2 separate regions of the Mus musculus genome follow, and region 2 is linked to region 1. A link is a contact called in public Micro-C data. All regions are on one chromosome and are shown on one strand. Each heading gives the region's core, a stretch centred on a gene start, on an enhancer-like site or on the middle of the called end of the contact. The rest is flanking DNA. Distances are from core to core; before and after follow the strand shown. Region 1 holds the start of Sim2 (single-minded family bHLH transcription factor 2). Region 2 holds the start of Cbr3 (carbonyl reductase 3).

What was found. A called contact is a pair of places that touch in the nucleus more often than the background predicts.
Region 2: a Micro-C map of B cells shows a contact between it and region 1, with 9 times the contacts expected there. The contact joins the promoter of Cbr3 here to the promoter of Sim2 in region 1. A contact is called at or near these places in 7 of 39 promoter capture datasets (cranial neural crest, embryonic stem cells, hippocampal neurons and 4 more), 6 of 484 Hi-C or Micro-C datasets (B cells and embryonic stem cells) and 1 of 115 datasets of contacts at active chromatin or transcription factors (memory CD8 T cells).

Annotation. Positions count from the first base shown.
Region 1 is chr16:94,083,672-94,090,124 of GRCm38.p6, forward strand. It overlaps Sim2 (single-minded family bHLH transcription factor 2), which reads left to right and starts at 1,589. Exons shown (of 11, transcript NM_011377.2): 1 at 1,589-2,319. The coding sequence starts at 2,145. Gm31175 (a long non-coding RNA gene) reads right to left here and starts at 1,473. Exons shown (of 6, transcript XR_876272.2): 1 at 1,353-1,473.
Region 2 is chr16:93,679,111-93,685,843 of GRCm38.p6, forward strand. It overlaps Cbr3 (carbonyl reductase 3), which reads left to right and starts at 4,109. Exons shown (of 3, transcript NM_173047.3): 1 at 4,109-4,503; 2 at 5,937-6,044. The coding sequence starts at 4,215.

The sequences.
Region 1 (6,453 bases), core at 339-2,838:
TGCAAGCGCAGAACCCAGCTCCAAACTCAAAGCAAACTCCAAACTTGAGCTCCAAACTCAAGCGCGAAGCGTGAGCACCTCCGTGCTCCCGCCTGGTGCGACTTCACGCCACCTGGCGCACCGGTTTTTTCCGTTTTGTTTTTTTTTTTTTTTTTTTTTTTTAATTAAGGCGCGAAGGGCCGGGGTTTGTGAACCGCCCGAAGCCCCACGACAGTCTACAACTCCTCGAAGGCCTTCGAACTTCGGGTTTTCAAATGGGGACCCAGAAAAGACAGAAGAATCTGCTTCACGCGAGTGGTTAGGAGGCCCAGCTCCCCCGGCGCGGGTGGGGAAGTCTGCAGGACCAGGAGCTGGTCGGCCTGCAAGCTTTTCTCGGGCTTGGAAGAGGACTGGAGGGAGAGGAATGGAGCAGTGGCCAGGATATGGAAATCCCGTGTCGGGCACTGGGTTTCCAAGGTCAGACTCTCTGCATCCTATAACTTTACAGCCACCAAGCGAGCCACGGGGTCCACGACGACAAAAAGAACTGCGCTGAGACCTCTCTGCGTCTCTGTCTGGGATCCAAGACGCCTGGGAAATGGCATCTGACCCGCGTCGGAAGATTTAGGCTCCAAAGAGGAGTGTGGATGGGTTCGGGCGACCGCGACCGCCTGAGCGCCCGAGGGGACTGTAGTGCCGGCATCTATCCGGGCCTCAGCAGCAGGGAAGACACAAGATTATTTAACCTAGTGTGGCGCAGTGGGAGAATGCTTGCACTCAGTGACTGAATCTCCCTTCGCCAGCTACCTCTGCTCCACTTCTGAGGGTCGCATCAGCGTTCCCGGTTACCAAGGCTCTATTATTGTCGACCTGAAGCTTTGGCCCAAAGTCGATTGCCCTGTTGCCGCTAGCGCCCCTTGGGTTCAGCGCTCCCGCGTGCCCTCTGGCCCACCCCGTGTTCTCTCTCTCTCTCTCTCTCTCTCTCTCTCTCTCTCTCTCTCTCTCTCTCTCTCCCTCTCTCTCTCTCTCTCTCCTGGAAGGCGTCGTGCACGCGTGCGTGTGGATGAGTGGAGGGGAAAGGAGTAATTTTTCCTCGGGCCACCCCTTTAGACTCGCGGATCGGCCACCCAAGGAAGGTGCAAGTGTGAGACCAGGATTGCCACCCCGTCGCCGGGCACTTAGCCAGCTGTTAGCGCCGCCTTTTCTGGGCCGCGCCCGCGGGTGACCTGCCCGGAGCCTCCGTGGAAACCAGCACTGCAGCCCTCCCTCCTTCCTTCTTTACCGCGTCGGCCGCTCATCCTCGATCCCAGGCCCTGACACTCAACCTCGGAGCGGGTAGGCGCGACGCTTCTCGTGCACTCACCACGGCTTACCTTACCCCGGGAGCGCGCCGGTCTCTCGTGGGGACAGTCCCTGGAGGTGGCGACGCGGAGGCGCGCCGGCGACTCACGGGCCGCGGCGGGGGTCGGAGGCGAGGCTCACCGCCCCCGCCACGGCCCCTCCCCTCCCCCCTCCCGCGGTCCCGCGCAGCCCAGTCTCCGCCCGAAGGCGGGTCTGCCATAAACAAACGCAGCTCGGTCACACGTGGACCGCGGAGCAACTGCGCCCCGCCACCGATCGCGGGCTCCGGACGACCGGACTAAGGAAGCCGGAACCGCCGGGGAGGGCAGGAAAGCGCACCGAGCTCAGGCTTGGCACTGGCCACTGCCACCTCGCTCCGCTCCCGCCCCATGGCTCCGCGGCGGCCGCCGCCGCTGCCGCCCTTGCCTTCCGAGGGCCCTCGCGGCAGCGGGTACAAGCCCTCCTTTAAGGACTAAACAGGGTCGGCGCCTGCTCGCCCGCCAACCACAGCCCCAGGAAGGTCGAGGCGGGAGATACTGGAGACCAGAAGGAAGAGCGAGCTGGGATCAGGTCCACACGGGACGGTCCAGCCTCCAGCCTCAGACAGAGAGGGGGGCTGCGCAGCTGGTTTGCGACGGACTCAGGGCTGGCGCCTTGCAGAAGACGTTGGGTGCTCCAGGCCGGTCTCCCGCACCTGCCCGAGCCCGGCACCCCGACTCACCTGACCCCTGGCGTCCCTGTCCCCATTCCGGCTGCCGCAGCCCAAGCGGGACTCCGCGGGCCTGGAGCGCAGCGAGGTCTAATATGCCCAGAGCCGAGGCGCGATGAAGGAGAAGTCCAAAAATGCGGCCAAAACCAGGAGGGAGAAGGAAAATGGCGAGTTTTACGAGCTGGCCAAGCTGCTCCCGCTGCCTTCGGCCATCACCTCGCAGCTGGACAAAGCGTCCATCATCCGACTCACCACCAGCTACCTGAAGATGCGCGCGGTCTTCCCGGAAGGTGAGGCTGCAGGTGGGCGTCCGAGGCGCGGGGGAGCTGAGCGGCCGGCTGCAGAAAGGAGGCTTCCGTGCGCGGAGAAGCCCGCGCGGCCTCCTGGCTACCGTGGCCGCGTCTGGGGAGGCCGCGCCGGGGCTTCGGCCCAGGCCTAAGCTAAGGCTGAGGGACAATCCAATCACGTATAAGCTCTGGGCAGAGTCGGGAAAACCAAGCGTTATTCCTGGGTTAGTGTTTGCCAAGCTGACACAGGCAGGCTAGTTCGTTCCGGTTGTTCTTTCCCCCTTTCCTTTCTTTCCTGGCCCTCTCCTCCTCTCCTTTCACTGGCTTCTCTTTCTTTCCTTCCTTCCATACCAGTCCATGCTGGTCTTCTCTCTCTCTCTCTCTCTCTCTCTCTCTCTCTCTCTCTCTCTCTCTCTCTCCCTCTTTCTCTTTCTTTCTCTCTCTCTATCTCTCCTTCTTCTTCTTCTTCTTCTTCTTCTTCTTCTTCTTCTTCTTCTTCTCCTTCTCCTTCTCCTTCTCCTTCTCCTTCTCCTTCTCCTTCTTCTTCTTCTTCTTCTTCTTTCTTCTCCTCCTCCTCCTGCTCTCTCTCCATTATAATTTTTTCCCTTCTCCTTACTTCTCTCTCGCCTCTGCTTTTGCTCCCCCCTCCTCCATTTCTCTCTTTTTCTGCTGGTGGACAAGGACTCGCTGCTCTATCCTCTCTGAGCTGCTGAATGCACAGGAAGGCCCGCGCACCGCAGGCCAACGCTGAGGCTCCGAGAGTTTGTGAGCAGATTCGAGTGAGAGACTCCTATATCGTTTTCCCCAACTTGCCTCCCTTTGCTCTGGGAAACGATGATACGGGCAGGAGGACAAGAAACTGGATAAGCTCGGACGCTGCCGTTAAGAGAAAAGGGATCATTTCAAAAGTGGCGGGTGGGCCTGAGTGTAACATCTCAGGATTTGAAAGCGCTACAGCGGGCAATTGTCACCGGGCCGCAGCTCTCCTGTGGACGCTGGTTTGTAGGAAATAGCGGCCTGCTGGATGGACACTCTCCAGCGGGTGACGGGCGGCTGGGTCAGGCACCGCAGTGAATCAGGTCTGGGGTCTGTGGCTGGGGCTGAGGGATTCTGACATTGTCAGAAAGCACCGGGCTCCGAGGCCTGTTGCCTCCAGCACCTCCAGGCTTTAGGGCTGGTAGTGCAGAGCAGGCCTCTCGGAAAGCCAGCGCCGCGGAAGGAAGACAGAGATTTGGAGAGTCGTTGCTCTGGTGGCGACAGGTGTCCCTGGGCCACAGGGCTTCTCCACCAGTGCTGTTGCGCGGGGTCAGTAAGCCCCCTCTGCGGCTGCCTCCCACGGCCTGTGTTTACTTTGTCTGAGTCTTAGCTGAATTTTCCTCCACCACAGTGGTGAAGCTCGGCTGTCTGGTCCGCGGGTGCCAGCCTCCAGTCCGGAGGGGCCCGGGAGTAAGCGCCGGCGAACTTAGAGCACCCGGGAGCTGAGGTAGCGAGAGGCGGTGGCTCGGCCCCTGCCCGGCAGGCCCACTTCGGGAGGGCCCTGCTCCAGCACCCTGCGGTCCTAAAGCATACCCAGCTGGGCCCAAGGGACGTTCCTCGGGGTTTCTCCCCCTGCGCTGAAAGTTCTTGGTCCTGGCTCCCTGCTGTCAGGACCCCTGGGTCTGAGAAGGAGAGATGATTTGCTGCTGTCTGAAGTTTCCGTGGAAGGTTAAAATATGGAATTAGGTTTTACAACAGCAGCAACTTTTCGTTGGTTTCTTTTCCACCCGGAAGAGTGGTGTTAGCCGATGTTCTACAAGGAGCCTTCCTATCCGCTTGCTACAAAATAGGCTTCGAGATCAGGCCTCCTGCCTTGAGGAGGTTTTAAAACCCTCCTGGGTTTTAAAAATAAAAATTATCAGAAGAGTAAACGGTATGTTGTCAGTTATTTCAAACAAACCAGAGATTAACTGGCGGGGGAGGACTGCGGGTAAAGGACTAAGTAAGCTATTCTTGTTTGGGAGCTAGCCAGCAAATAAGGACACTGCTGTGTGTATAGCACAGTAGCCATTTAAATAAGCTCTCAGTCTGGTGTGTATAAGAAGGCACTTGGCTGCGTTCTGGGTTCCTGCGGGAGTGGGCCTTCTGTGGGCACTGCCCTGAGCAAGCGTCCCCAGTGCATTGCTCAGACGCTGCCCAATTGGGGGTGGGGTGGGGGAGGGCACCTCTGCTTCATAGAAGGTGACTCTAAAGCTTGATACTCCTTGAAGGGGTCAGCCTGGTACCATTTAGCTCTAGAAATGGCTCCGAAATTGTGAGGCCAGCAAAAGGAAGGAGGCAATGCCTTAACTCCGACACCCCTTCCTAGCAATGCTGTCACAGGAATGCTTCGGAGAAAGGGTAGCCTAGGTAGGGTGTAAGGAACTCACTGCTCAATCACTTGGCACGGTGGCACCCGTTCTCACGCTGTCTGGGGCAGTCTTTGTCTTTGGAAGTAGCTCTGTTATGCAAAATAATGTACTCCCTTCTCCAGAGGTGTTCTTGTAATTGATTTAACCTGTTTTGGGGAAACCAGGGTCAGGGTCGGCTGAGGACGGTTGCTTTGAAGTCAAACCAAGACCATGGCTCTCAGGGTCTTAGTGGCCAGGGCAGTACTGGACACCGGCAGGATCTTTTTAGATCAGTTCTTCCACACAAGTCGAAAAGACTCTGAGCAAGAATCTATCCGCCAAATACAATTTTTGCCTTGAGCAAGGGTGTTTACTGGGTAAAGAAGAATCTAGAAGAGCAGCTTGGGACTTTGGAAGTGGGAAGAATTAATGCCTCAGAGCAGTGGGGTCTCTGTGCCGAAACCTTTAATGCAGTTCCTCATGCTGTGGTGAACCCCAACCATGAAATTATTTTCATTGCTACTTCATAACTGTAATTTTGATACTGCTATGAATCGTGACCCACAAGTGAAGAACCGCTGGGCTGCCGCTGCCGCAGTGGAACCCTTCCTAGCTGGGAAATGTGAAGCCAAAGGCGGACAAGCCCACCGACCATCCAGCTTATGCTGTAACTGCGTGGCAGGCGGTAACGGTATGGTATGGCAGGCAATGATGAATGCCTATACTCCAGCAGTACAGAGACCAGTAGAAAGAGAAACTGGAAAGGGTCAGGCAGCGAGGTCTCCTGCAGCTTGGGGAATACCTCCAGTTATTTCTGGGGGCTTGAAGACAATTCTGCCTTCTGTAAAACAGGCTCATTGAGTACTCAGTATTTGCACAGCATTGTTGTGGATGCAGGTGAGAAAAGAGCTGAGGAATCTTGCAACCGAAAGGGAACACTACTTTGTTGTTGTGCGCAGAAACACCTGAATAGCAAGGGTACAGGGGCAGCTGTCTGGTGTCTAAAGACCTCTCCTTTCTATCTCTCTGTTTTCTTTCCAGTGCTAAACTAATATGGGGTGGAGGGGGCATCTCATCAAGGCTGGCTTTGTAACAAGGGCTAGAGATAGGGAAGAGCGGGTCACACTTCAGTGGGTAAACAGAGCTGTGGCAGCCTGAGCTGTGTTAGGTCACATGGTCCAGCTTCTGGAGGAGCTTTTCAATATGGGGCGGATAGAGGTGGCTAATTTTGGGGAGCCAGAGCCATCCCTGCTGTAGATTCCACCAATCCACCTCCTGCAGGAGAGACCCAATGAGCTTCCCCTTAGTTAGTGAGCATTCTTCCTCTGGACCCTGGCAGGAGAGACTGGCCCAAGACTAGGCTCAGGATCAGGAGTCTCCATTCCTGCCTTCTTATCATGTGGGAAGGGGAGAGGCATAGGTGCCTATCCCAATGTACTTAAGAGAAAGCAATACACACACACACACACACACACACACACACACACACACACACACACACGGGTGGGGGGTGGGGGGAGGTAGTGTTCAAGGTCTGAATTTTACCAAAACCAAATTCTTTGGCTTTTAAATTCAGTTGCACACACACACCCTCACCTCTGTCAAAATACCCACAGGCACTGGACTTAGGTCATGCTTTCTCAAAATGATTTGATTTCAAGACTTTGGCGAGGACACTCTTGCCCTATGCCTATGCGCACACGCCCATCTGTCTTTACAACCATTTCTTTATTCGCACTTTGAGGCCTGAAGCTCCCAGGTCAGTCCAGCC
Region 2 (6,733 bases), core at 2,859-5,358, 400 kb before region 1:
TGGATGACGACAAAAAAGGGAGATTCCATCAAACCATAAGAACCCATCATGACCCGGAAAATATGCATGCATTTGAGAGTGTCCGACCGTCGTGGTAAGTCTGTGTGTCTGTCCCACAGCTTCCCCTCCACTGTTCAGTAGATAGGGACCCAGCCAGCCAAGGTTTCCATAAGACACCTGGCATCAGGCAGCTTTGTCTTCCCACACGCTCTGCTCTCCAATTATTCTGTCTCCACTAATCTGTGCCTTTCTCTGAGATAATTATTGTTACGTAAAAGGCTTTAGCATCGTTCAGCTTTTGTAACTGTTTTTAAGAGACAGGTTTTTCCAGGCAAGAGAGCACAGACTTGTGAGCTCAGCACGTGGGAGACTAAGACAGGAGGATGAAGATCCAGAGCATACCAGGGGGCAAAGCACGGGACTTGGGAGGACAAAGAATGAAAGAAAACACTGCTTTACTGACTTGCCCAGGCTGGTCTTAAACTCTTGATCTGAAGTCACTCCCCTGCCTCATTCTCCTCCCTTGGCAACCTACAGGGCATGCACTGCTATGTCCCAGTGTGTTTGATACTGTTTGTAAAAGATGCCACTAGAGTTTATTCTCTGCTTTCAATAGAGTTATTAAAGCTCATAGCAAGGTCATCAGAGAACCTTAACTAAATAGTTAGAATTAAAAGAAGTTTTAAAAAAAAATAGCATTGGTCCAAAAAGGTATCAAAAGGTAAGTTGGAAGGAGCTGATGGTGTATTTCAGCAGCTAATCATGTCTGCACTGCACTCTGGTTCCAGCACCCAACCCCAAAAATCAATATTTAAATGCCACCAGGTAGCACTTTAAGGGAAACGTGTAAACTATACTGCCTGAACTAGAAAAGAGGAAATATCTCAAACCAGCAACCTTGGCTTCCAGTTCAAGAGACATATGAGTATATTGAGCCCAAAGTGGGCAAAAACAGGAAATAAAAATCAGAAAATAAATAAAAATAATCAGGGGAAATGGAGAAAAGAGGATCAAGAACAGTAAATGTTGGTTGCTTGGGAAATTTTCTTTTAAAGATGTTAAATCTCTGCCAGACTCACTAGGGGGAGAGAAGGATGAAAAGCCAGACGGTGGTCTGTGCCTGTGGACCCAGTACCCCGCCTAGAGGCTGAGACTGAAGGATTGTTTGAACCAGGAGTTCAAGACCAACCTGGGCAACACAGTGGGACCCTATCTCCCAAACAAAGCACCGGGGTTGTATCAGAATTTGAAAAATCAGAAACAGTGTGCGGTAAGTGCCTATAATTCCAGCAGGATGTAGACGGGAGTTCAAGGTCATCCTTAGCTGAACTCATGGTCAGGCTGGCCAGCAAAAGAGTGCATGTCTTAGTAGGGAGGGAGACAGACTGGGAGGAGGGAAAGAGGGAGGAAGGGAGAGAGGGAAAGAGGGAGGGAAGGAGGGAGGAAGGGAGAGAGGGAAAGAGGGAGGGAAGGAGGGAGGAAGGGAGAGAGGGAAAGAGGGAGGGAGAGAGGAGAAACAATAGTATTATGTTCCTTTAAAAATATATATTTTGTTTTATTTCATGTCTCTGTGTGCTTGTGTGTGTGTGTGTGCCTGTGTGTGTGTGTGTGTGTGTGTGTGTGTGTGTGTGTGTGTAGGTTCCAGATCACTTGCAAGAGTCAATTCTTTCCTTCTACCTTGTTGACCTCAGTGATCAAACTCAATTCATCAGGCTTGGTGACAAGTGCCTTCCCCCTTTGTTTAATAATCACAGAGAACCACACCCTCACCAACAACTTCCTACTTGAGAGGTGTCCTGGTGTCCTATGAAATCCTTGCTGCTGGATGTCCACAACACAGCAATCTCACCAGCCTCAGAGTATGGACTTAACACAGGTCTCCATTTCCCCCCAGGCATTGACATAAAAGCCACAGCTCTCACCCTTTTTGTTTGGTTGGTTTGGGGTTTTGCTTGTTTGTTTTTCCAGGCAAGGTTTCTCTGTGTAACCCTCCCTGGCTGTCCTGGAACTCAATTTGTAGACTAAGCCAACCTTAAAGTCAGAGATCTGCCTGCCCATGCCTTCCAATTGCTGGAAATAAAGGCATGCACCACCACCACCTGCTCTCAGCTCTGATCCTAAAGAAATTTATCCTGGGGGCATTTTGAGTGACCACGGCCTGGAAACACAGAATTAGGATCCCCAATTTATGTTCCAACTCAGAAGCACTTTCCCGAGGGTTTTATAGTTTCCCAGAGGATGTCATGAATCTTTGAAATCCATGGATGGGCACAGCAGAGAGGCAGGTACAGTGAGACGGAGCTGTTCTGTGGGCCCAAGATGCTACCTCAGGACATTCTTAGCTCTCGGATTGCTGGAAGCCAGTGTCCCACCGCGTCAGTAGCATCTAAGAGGCTTTTATTTATTATCACGAGATGTTGGCTCAGATTTGACAAGGAGAAGTTGTTCCAGAAGCTAAACCTAGTCCAAGATACTTAACCTCTGAACCTGCAGAATCCCAGTCTCCCCACAGCAGCCTGTCCTTCAGTCTCTTCAGGCACAGAACTCCTTCCAGGAGTCTTGTAGACAGCCAGGCACAACTTCTTCTCAGGAATTCTCATTCACAAGGATATGCTAGGCAAGTGCTCCATCACCGAACTACACTCTGAACTCCCCACTGGTCTTTAGGAGAGAAAGCAGAAAAAGTTGTCCCGGACTCTGTAAATGTTACTCCCATTGCTGCCTTGATCACATAACCAAAGAAAAAGCGATTTAAGAGCGGGTTTATCCTGGCTCACAGTTCGAGAGTCCAACACTGTGGGGTCCTAACCACATGAGCATAAGACAGATGGTCAAACTGTGTGTGGGGGTTGGGAGGAAGGGGGCGGGGTTCCCGTGTATGCAGAGGTCAGAGGTTGACAAATGTCTTCTGCTATTCATCTCTTCCTGATTCTTTGAGGCAGGGTCTCTCACTTGAACCAGACCTTGCAGACTTGGCTAATCAGCTCGCCTCCGGAAATCCTGCTTCTGGGGTCACACAGCAGCCACACTGCCCCACGTTGTGTGGAGCGGGGATTTGAACTCTAGTCCTCATAACCTTCACCCACGGAGCCAGCTCCACAGCCTTGGCCCAGCTCACTTTCTCCGTTTCATTCAGTCCAGCATCCCAGTCCCTGGAACGGTACTGAGCTTAGGGTGGGCCTCCTACCCCAGTCAGCCTAACTGAGAAACTCCCTCAGAGACAGGCTGAGAGAGAGGTCTGTCTCCTAGATCCTCTCAAGTTAACATCACAGGCAGGCTAGGCCCCCACAGAGCTCACCTTCCTCACCTCATTTGAAACAGAAGGTGGAGTCCGTAATAAGAGGCTAAGGCAGTTTGGCCGGATCAGCTCGGGAAACGCTGAATCACTGTGAGTGAGGACTTAATTGTCCTTCAACCTCACAATCCCTAGCCAAGTAGGATCAGCACAGACTCGATTCCACCCAAGAAGGGAGGAGGTCTGATTGCGTGCCCACACTTAGACACGCCTGGAATTTTGTTCGTAGGTTCAGCATCTCCTTGGGAGATGACTCGCATAGACTGAGACCAATGCAGATCTATCTGCATACCCAGTACACTTGGAATAAACCAAAGACCGGCACTGAGGACTCCCGTACTACTCAAAACAGTTCGATAAACATGAGCCTTCTCTCCCACGTGGGGGCGCACCGAGACCTCCAGCCGCGAGGGCTCGCCCACACCTGTTCAGTCTACTCCCAGGCACTGTTCCCTGAAGTCCCTGAGCAAACCGCGGGGTGTGTTAAGTAATCTCAGAGCGAGTTCCGCAGAAGCAAACATTTGCATTCTGCAGAGAACGACGGGTTCTCGCCCAAGAAAATTACGGAGCATTTGTTTTCCTCCTTTTGAAGTTTCCCCAAAATAGTTGTTTCAATCCGACTGCCACGAGTCCTGCTGACCCCTTCCTTTGGGAGCAGCGCTTGTCCCTGACCACTGCTTAGCTCGGAACCAGGATCTCTACACTGGCCGGCGGGCGGGCGGGCAGGCGAGCGGGAGGAGGCGGACCCTTCGGGAACAGACGGCTCCTCCTCAGAGGGGAGGGACAGGCTTCTCAAGGCCTTGCTCTCTAGCAGTCGCAGCGCCGGGTCCCAGAATCTAGTCCTACGCCACGGTTTTGACCACGCGTGACCCGCTGCCCAGCCGGCCCGGCCATCAGGTGGTCCGTGTGTCCCTCTGACATGTCGTCCTGCAGCCGCGTGGCCCTGGTAACTGGGGCTAACAAAGGCATCGGCTTTGCGATCACGCGTGACCTGTGTCGGAAATTCTCCGGGGACGTGGTGCTCACGGCGCGGGACGAGGCGCGGGGCCGCGCGGCGGTGCAGCAGCTGCAGGCGGAGGGCCTGAGCCCACGCTTCCACCAGCTGGACATCGACGACCCGCAGAGCATCCGTGCGCTGCGCGACTTTCTGCGCAAGGAGTACGGGGGACTTAACGTGCTGGTCAACAACGCGGGCATCGCCTTTAGAAGTAGGTGTGGGGCTCCAGGAGGAGGTGTCCCGGGGTTTTCCGAGGGTGCTGGGCAGTGAGCCTCTGGGATCCGGAGGCTGCGCCATCCCGCCTGGGTGCACCCGGCTCGCGCTCTGCGTGGCGAGTTCCCCCGTGCGGTGACTCGGGTGCGGGCCCGCCCAGGCACCCCACTCCATGCCCGACCCGGCCGGCGGCCTGTGCGGGCCTGTGCTCCGCCGGAGGCCCTCCTTGGAACTTTCAGCTGCGCCTGTTTGGAAGAAAACCGGTCTCTTGGGAGGGGACCACGCCTTGTCAAGCTCATCAGCTTTCTGTCCCACGCACGAAGGCTTTTCTCAGAGAAGGGTCTTCCAAAAAAATAGGGTTGGAGCTTTCGCTTCGCGTGAAACAAGGGCGAATTCATAGATGCCAGTAGATATCTGCTGAGGACAGGAAATGGGTCGCCCGGACACAATTAGCGCCCTGGCACGATAGTGGGTTTCCTACCCGCTTTAATGGAGCGTTTTGAGAGGCTCTGGCAAAAAGGAAGCGAGCTCTGCTTCCCTCCTCCTCGGGGAACTAGGTTTGTTATTAAACTTGCAAGTGCGGTTTGGAAATCATCTTCCTTTAGGGGAAAAAAAACCCAAAAAAACAAAACAAGATCGCTTACTCTAACAAATGTCCAATTAGCAAAATTATCCAGTTGCCATGTGCTGGAACTGAAACAAACATTCCAGCTTCACTGAAAATGCTGAGAGAGCCGGAGACTAACGAGGGAGGGAGACTATTGTGCAGCCGAAAACTCTCCAGTTGGCCCTGGACACCCATAGGCGCCTTGCGTGAGAGCCAAGACACCCTTGTACCCGCACTTCCAAACTCTGGCATGTGGGCTTTGGGGAAGGGGAGGGGCGAGCTCACCACCTCAGCCACTCTCAGCGTTGTCGGATGGAAGGTTTGGTGAATTATGGCCCTGGAGGTTCATACTTAAATGTGGGCCATGTGTATGCAAATCTGAGCAGCAGCTGCCCCACCACACAAGCTGAGGTCTTACACCAGCCTCACCAGAGCATCTTTTCCCAACCTCCAGGAACCCTATTCAAGCTTGAGACAGGAAGATCAAAACTGAGTGTTCTTGAGACGCGACATGAGCGTGGCTGATGAGAAACTTGAGGTGTGGACCAGAAAGTTCTTTCCTTATGCTCTTAAGACCTTTAGAATGATCAAGTTCTAGTTTAAAGGTGTGTGTGTGTGTACTTTACAGATGTGTGTATCACCACACTCAGCAAGACTGTCCTAAAGTTAGTACACTTTCCCTTTAGCTGTTATGTGATGAGATCCAACTTGGCCACACGAGTTTCAGAGGAAAATGTAATTCTTTTTTCTTTTCTTTTCTTTTCTTTTCTTTCTTTCTTTCTTTCTTTTTTTTTTTTTTTTTTTTTTTTGTGTGCTTTTCAAAGTGGATGACCCAACACCCTTCGACATTCAAGCTGAGGTGACACTGAAGACGAACTTTTTTGCCACTAGAAATGTCTGCACTGAGTTACTGCCTATAATGAAACCACATGGTAAGTCCAAAGTAGGACTACTGTCCCTCGGGAAGTGGCCCTCGGTCCCTCAAATAGGGCAACCAACAGGGACCACTCAGGGCTGCCATTTGCTTGTGAGATGGAGGGTAAAAACTGCCTTATTTTATCAAGGTGTCTGGCTCTGTACTTGAGCCTTTTGGCTGTGGTTGTCAGAACCCTGTGGTACTGATCAGTTCTTGGGGTCTGTGTCATGAGCTCAACCTCCATCACAGACTGCAGCATGGCCCCAAAGGTCTGTGACAGTCTTAGAGAGTTGCCCTCCTGCCCCCGACATTGCAAGGATGGGCCCACCCCTGACTTATCTGCCATTATAACAGTCCTTCTGTTCCTTTCTTATGTCAAACAAACAAACGAACAAACAAACAAAAAGCTTATGAGAAGGTGTTTTTCTAAATGTTGTCAGCTGAGAGAATCCGAAAGAAGTAGTTTTTTGTGGGGAACACCTTACCTCCAGCCCATGAGGGTTCAATATTTATTATTAATTATCATTAGTTTCCTTCTAATGTTTATTGGGTGCCCACCATTATACCCAGCACTGGTAGTAAAAACTGGGCCCATCATATACAAGAGGACCCTTTCATCCACAGAGCCTGGAGCTGAGCTGGGAGATAGAGATTTTCTAACAAAGACTCTAAGGTGTGAGATGGCCAACTTGATAGAGAGAGGCA